Linked DNA regions of Mus musculus: region 2 is linked to region 1. A link is a contact called in public HiCAR-type data. All regions are on one chromosome and are shown on one strand. Each heading gives the region's core, a stretch centred on a gene start, on an enhancer-like site or on the middle of the called end of the contact. The rest is flanking DNA. Distances are from core to core; before and after follow the strand shown. Region 1 has its middle 19 kb from the start of Gm2233. Region 2 has its middle 57 kb from the start of Gm29676.

The links. HiCAR-type assays count read pairs that join an accessible place to other places.
Region 2: a HiCAR-type map of fibro-adipogenic progenitors shows a contact between it and region 1, with 3 times the contacts expected there. The contact joins two enhancer-like sites. A contact is called at or near these places in 1 of 15 datasets of contacts at CTCF or cohesin (large pre-B cells) and 3 of 115 datasets of contacts at active chromatin or transcription factors (embryonic basal ganglia, fibro-adipogenic progenitors and large pre-B cells).

Annotation. Positions count from the first base shown.
Region 1 is chr13:43,966,171-43,969,373 of GRCm38.p6, reverse strand. No RefSeq gene overlaps it. Among named protein-coding and RNA genes, the nearest start is that of Gm2233, 19 kb to the right of the region's middle. Within about 2 kb of position 1,778, at least 23 of the 459 cell types and tissues checked have an H3K27ac peak or open chromatin away from gene starts, as enhancers often do. A contact at or near this core is called in fibro-adipogenic progenitors, where this site is marked.
Region 2 is chr13:44,315,396-44,318,629 of GRCm38.p6, reverse strand. No RefSeq gene overlaps it. Among named protein-coding and RNA genes, the nearest start is that of Gm29676, 57 kb to the right of the region's middle. Within about 2 kb of position 1,644, at least 34 of the 459 cell types and tissues checked have an H3K27ac peak or open chromatin away from gene starts, as enhancers often do. A contact at or near this core is called in fibro-adipogenic progenitors, where this site is marked.

The DNA.
Region 1 (3,203 bases), core at 529-3,028:
ACAGAGTCCCTCTGTCAGATAATCTTCCCCTTCTTATATACCCTATAATCTTCCTGATTTACTTTTGATGTTGAGAGAAGTGGGGGAGGGGGGATAAGTGGAATCCTGGGTGATGGTCTCCTGACCCCCAGCCTCCATCTACTGAGGAATATCAGTAGCTCTGTTCATATTGTTCCCTCAGACTGGATATCTCTGTGTTAACCTCCTCTAGCTGCCATGATTACTGGGACATGTGAATGTCTACTCCAAGATGGCCTTATGTTACGCTCAGAGATAAAAGTATCATACATACAGAGCCAAGGCCAATACCCTTTCCTTCATGACTGAGCTGACTCCCAGACATAGCCACATCCACCACCCGTTCTCCCCACTCTGTGTGGTGTTCCACTAGGTTTTGTTCCAGACAGTGACTTACTGGACTCCCCTTTGAGAGCCGATGGCTGAGCAATAAAGAGCTGGCTCCTGGTGTCTCTGCATCATTGTCCAAATCAAACTGTGCAGTGGCTTTGTGATGAGCACACAGTCTGCCATTGTGTCTGAAGTATTTCCTTTAGTCCCCTTGAGGAACATGAATATATTTTTCCCCAACTAGCCATGAATGCCCTATTGAAACCCCTAAGGAGAGAGCTGTTGAGAACACTGACAATTAGAGCTTGAGTTCCCAGGTCTTACTGTCTGTATTGCCAAACCAGACACAGATACCATGTCCTAAGCCCTGCTGTCATTTGGGGCCTACTAACCATACCTGACTGCAGCCAGCACCCATGTGTCACACTTAGCTGTTGTTGGTCAAGTGTTGGGTAGCAAAAATTATGAAACTGAAATGGACCCCCAGTCTTGGTAAGAAGACATGCTCAATGTGTGTATGTGCATGCATGTGTATAGCTCAGTGTGTGTATGTTCCCGCAAGTCTGAAAGTGAATGCATATATAGAAGAAAGATAAAGAGACATCTTTCTTGGAAGTGATGGGCTCTTTAGAAGTGCCAGAGAATCTCAGAATAGCTTTATCTCAAGAAAAATCATTAGTGAGTGTCCTGGTTACTTTCTATTATCAACTCAATGTAACTAAGAGTCACCAGGGATGAGGTAACCTCAACTGAAGAATTATTTTAGTCAAACTGGTGTGGCCATGTATATAAGAGATTACCTCAACTGATGATTGACGTGGAAGGGCCTACCCACTGTGGGCAACATCCTACCATGGTATGTGGACCTGGGCTATAGAAGAAAGCTCGTTATTTGTCAGTGAGCAACCCAGAAAGCAGGTTCCTTTGTGATTTCTGCTTCAAGTTCCTGCCATGCTTAAGTTCCTGCCCTGACTTCCCTCAAGGGTGGACTGTGGCCTGGAGGTGTCAGCTAAGAGAAAGCCTTGTGCCTTACATTGCCTTTGATCATTGTGCTTCATTACAGCAACAGAAAAACAGACCAGTTCCGTGGGGAGAGTCTTTGAAACATATCTAAGGGAGGCTGCTCCTGCAGAGTAGACAGGTTTGCCTCACTTCCATTTCTCGTCCTTCCCACAGTGTCACCATATCCACCTCCTTCCAAAGGACCAGATCTGTTCTCCATCTGCCAGCACAAGGCAGTCCCTGGTCACCAGGATGCTTAGAAGTCGCCTGGCTTTCCTGAGCCTCTCGCATACCAACCCCATGAAACTGTGCCTGGGCTCTCTCCTAGGTGTCTATTCACACAGACACAGCTGGAAAGCCCCACAGTCCATCCTAGCCTGGGATGAGGCCAGCACTGAGAGATGGCCAAGTGCTGGAAGAAAAGCTGTGGGATGCGAAATGATCTGAGTCACCTCTGAGATGAAGCCAAAGCAGACACTTTGCTGGAACATGCCTGCCCGTTAACTGACTATCACAAAAACCACCACAATCATTTCTGCCCAAGGATTATGAATGACATTTTTTTTTCATTTTTAAATAATCGCAGACCCAGGGAAAAGTTGAACTAGAATGAAAATTCCCATAATGACCTCACCCAGAATCCCCATCTGTTAATATTCTACCAATGCATCTTCTTATTTTCTCTGATTATACATATCATTTCAAATTAGATCTAATATATGTTTTTCACACAGGGTCTCCCTCTGTGGTCCGGGTTGTCCTGGAGCTCTCTATGTAGTGAATGTGGTTTTGAACTCACAGCAATCCATCTGCCTTAACCTCCCACGGGTCTGGATTACAGATGTGAACCACTCTATCCGGCTGAACTATTACAGATTTAGTTGCAAGCAGTATGTCTTTTTATTGCTAAATCCTTCAGGTAATACTATTTAGTTTAAAGACATTGTTTAACATTCATTGATGGTTCTAATGATCTTTCATAGAAAAATTTTTAAAAAGAATTTTTTTTTGGTAGTTGAGGATCAGTTCAATATCTTGCACCTACATGGATTCTTTTGCTTATATGTTCCTTTCAACTGGAATTGTCCTGGAGTGTCACTGCCCTTTGTATACTTAGTAGTTTTGTAAACACACCCTCTGCTTGGACCTGTCCACTGTTTCCTGTGGTGTGTACTGAATGATGCTCTTTAGGAAGGAATGCCTGAGAGCAATGCTCTCCACTCACACAGTGCATCCTTCTGGAGGGGCACAGGGCATGGCGCTGAAGAAAGCAGTGATGGTAACTTGGACCGCTTGACCAGGACCACTTGACCAGGTTTTCCTACTACAAATATCCCATTCTGTCCCTAAGAACTGCTTCAAAGCAAGGACATTTTCAGCAAGCTAAGTATCCCGTGAGACTTTAGCACCTATCAACTATTCTCACCTCCATTAATCACAATCCTGATGTTCATCAATTGAATTTCCTAGCTGTATCCTTCCCTCTACATTTATTATTTGCCTTCTAACTTCCTTTCTTCCCATAATTTTTTTTTAAATTGTATCAGTGTGGACTGGCATAGTGTTGTTTAACAGATCTGTACTTGATGCAGGATAATTTTATTATTTTATTTTAAGGCAGAGTCTGTATGTAGCTCCAAGCTGGGCTTGAGTTCATGATCTCCCTGCCTCAGCCCCTCTGAGTATTGAGATGCCTGCCATGGACCACTGTGCCTGGCTATGGTTAATTCTTGAATGGGAATAGTAAATGCTGGGGTCTGAGTAGCCACATGGAAGGAAGCACGTCCTGCCTTTTGAATGACCCTAGGGTTCTGTTTCCTTATAGCTAACTAGGGAATGAAGCTGGCAAGATG
Region 2 (3,234 bases), core at 395-2,894, 350 kb before region 1:
GTTTCAACTTAGGTCCTTGTGCTTGCCAGCTGAACACTCCCCGGGCCACGCACGGCCTTTCCTCGGACCTCTGTGAATTCTTGATGGAAGATGGAAGTGTCTCGGTGGTCCCCGCCTTAATGAGGAACTGTGAGCGTCCACGGGTGTCTACAGTGATTCCGTTCATTTCCCATTCGTGTGAGGTAACAGGGGACAGACATCCTTTGGATTTCTGTGGGACTGTGCTACTCAGTGTTTTCTGTCAGAAGCCTTGTGCTTGCATGATGAATTTCTGATTTTTTAAAAAAATCATTCTGCCTTTGAAACTACAGAAGGGATTTTTGGACAATAGACATTTTAAGAAATAGCAATGTAGGCTTCAGGAGTTGGATACTTAATGTAGGAGCCCAGTCTCCCCCAAACCAAACCAAACCAAACCAAACCAAACCAAACCAAACCAAACCAAACCAAACCAAACCAAGCCTAAGCTTAAGCAAAACACCTTTAAAAAAATTAGATTGACATTTAGAGTTTTAATGACCAGGTTTCTGGAAACTCTCCTGATTACATCATGCCACCAGAGATTCTTGGCAATTCAGTACCTAGAGTCCCTCCTCAATCTGATTGCTAAGGCCTCGGCAGTGAAAGTGACCTCAGAATTGTCTGCAATGGAGAGGCCGAAGTTGACCTTCTTTTGTCGCCACCTCAGGTTCAGTCGAAGTTAGCACATTCCCATGCATGGGCAATGCTCTGTTGAGTCCCGCCTCCTCTGTAAGATCTTCAGTTTGTCTTAAAGGTGGGTGTTCTTTTTTGGCATCGAGGAGTTGCAGCTGACGGAGACAAGCTGTTGAAAAGGAGAGGAGGGACACACCTTCACCCTTTTCTTCCCAGTTTGAGTCACCTCCGTCTTATTCCACCCACGGCTGCCCTATCTCCAGGTTTTGAGTTGAGGGAGCAGTTAACAGTAGGCCACAGTCTTCTTCAGATGAAAGGCCAGATAGAAGGTACCTATTACAAGCCCCTGAGCCTAGAGACAAAGGCTTGGCTGCTCATACTCTCCCCTCCCACTAACTTGAGTCTTAACGGTAGGTTTAATTTCCTTTTGCTATTTGAAAGAAAGGGGGGAAAAAACCCAAAGCAGGCAGAACAAGGGTGCGAGGCGTAGTGTGGCTCTGGCGGGAGGCGACAGCTGTTGTATTCATGGTTAATCAGGTGTGTCTCTTTTTGTGTCGCATCTGTCTGTTACTGTTGCTGGACCACATGTGAAAGGGGATGGAGGGGAAGGTCCATTCATGTACAAAGCCACTAGTACTGACCTCTGCTTCGTCCTCCTCGGGGTGGGAAAGCTTGTCTATTTAACTTTCCCTATTATAGGAAGCTGTAATTTGACTCTATTACCCCACCCTTACCATTTTGGTCTGACAAACACAGGCTGGGTGCAGAAGGCCCATAAATCTGCTGGGGGAGAGAGGGCTCCTCCTTATCGTGCTTTGCTCTGGGGATTCCACTTCATTTGTCAAAGAAGAGAACACTAGGAAGAGGATTTAGGGAGTACCCTGGCCTTGCCTGCCATGTTAAAGCCACCAGGCGGTCCGGGGTAACCTTTCAGGCTGGGTGGCTTCCCTGTATCACGCCTAGAGCATGTTTGCCTCCAGACTTGTATGTCTCACGAGTCCCACACACTCATGGTGTTTGCATCAGACCTTAGTCATCTCTCTGGCTCCAGATCCTGCCCCTGGATCCTTCCATCCCCCGCCTCCCTCTCAGCTCGTGTTCATAGGGGAGGAAGATGCAGCTTCCGGCCTGCGTGTTCTGGTTTCTGCCGTTCAAGCCTGCCAGACATGACTCTTCTTGGCTCATGTAGAAACAATTGACACAAATACCACCCCTACTCCCCAAGTCTAGGATACCAGACTGCATTACAACTTAAAGTCTGAGTTCTAATGTCTCAAAGCAACTTACTCCATCTTGTTTCTTTGGGGATGCTGTCTTCTGGTCTTTGTGCCTTGGGGTCAGCACTTGGGAATCTTCTGGTAACTGGCCATTAATCAGATTTTTCAAGACTAGCATTGCTGTCACTAAAAGTCCACAAAACTTGCCAACTGCAGAAAGCCCCTGCCTCACAGTGAATACTAACTCTTGCCCTGTGATGATTAGTGTTAATTGTCAAGTTGACAGGATCTAGAGTCATGTGGGGGATGGGCATCTGTGTATGCCTTTGTAGCACTGTCTTGATTGCAATGAGGAAGGAAAATGCCTACCGTGGGCGGACCATTCCTTATGCAGTGGGCCTTACACTTTACAAGATGGAGAAAGCAAGCTGAACATGAGTGTTGGTTCATCCTTTCTGTTCCTGATTGTGGGTGTGATGTTACCAGGTACTTCAAGATCCTGTCTCCTTGACTTCTCTGCTATGATAGACTGAACTTTGAACTCCAAACTAAATTAAGCCCTTCTGTCAGGGTATTTTTATCACAGCACTGGAAAAGAAGCTAAGGCACATACAATTATGTCAGCCATCCTTATGTTGGACTTCAAAGGTGTCATGTGTATGTGCATGTATACACATATGTATGCATGTCTTATAAAAATGAAAACACTCGGGAGGCAGAGGCAAGCAGATTTCTGAGTTCGAGGCCAGCCTGGTCTACAAAGTGAGCTCCAGGACAGCCAGGGCTATAAGAGAAACCCTGTCTTGAAAAACCGAAAAAAAAAAAAATGAAAATGGTTACCATTTCCTGACATGGGCCGATCACCAGCCCGGTCTGAGCTTCCAGTCTGCTGGCCTGCAGACTGATAGCCATGGCTGCACAAGCAACCAGCCTTTGTTTTCCTGATGCAAAAGAACATTGCAAAACTGTCCCCACTGCTTTTTATGCTCTGCCCTCCTCCCTCTGTATCCTCAGACTTCCAAATCACAATTGCATCAGTAGGCAAAAGTCATGTGCTGCATACTGTCTAGTGGTCTATCAGGCTTGGGGGGAGGCCTTTCAATATAATCTTTTGAGGGGATGGCTGTATGAATCAAGTCAACGATAACAAAGCAGGGCTGAATCTGGAGTCTAACAGTGTCCAGCTTAAATGAGTCCTCCCTCCCTCCCTCCCTCCCTCCCTCCCTCCCTCCCTCCCTCCCTCCCTCCTTGTCTCCTTTCTTTTCTCCCTCCTTTCTTCTATCCTACCCTTCTTCCCTCCCTCCCTCCCTCCCTCCCTCCCTCCCTCCCTCCCTCCCCTCCCCCCCCCCCCCCCCCCCGCCTC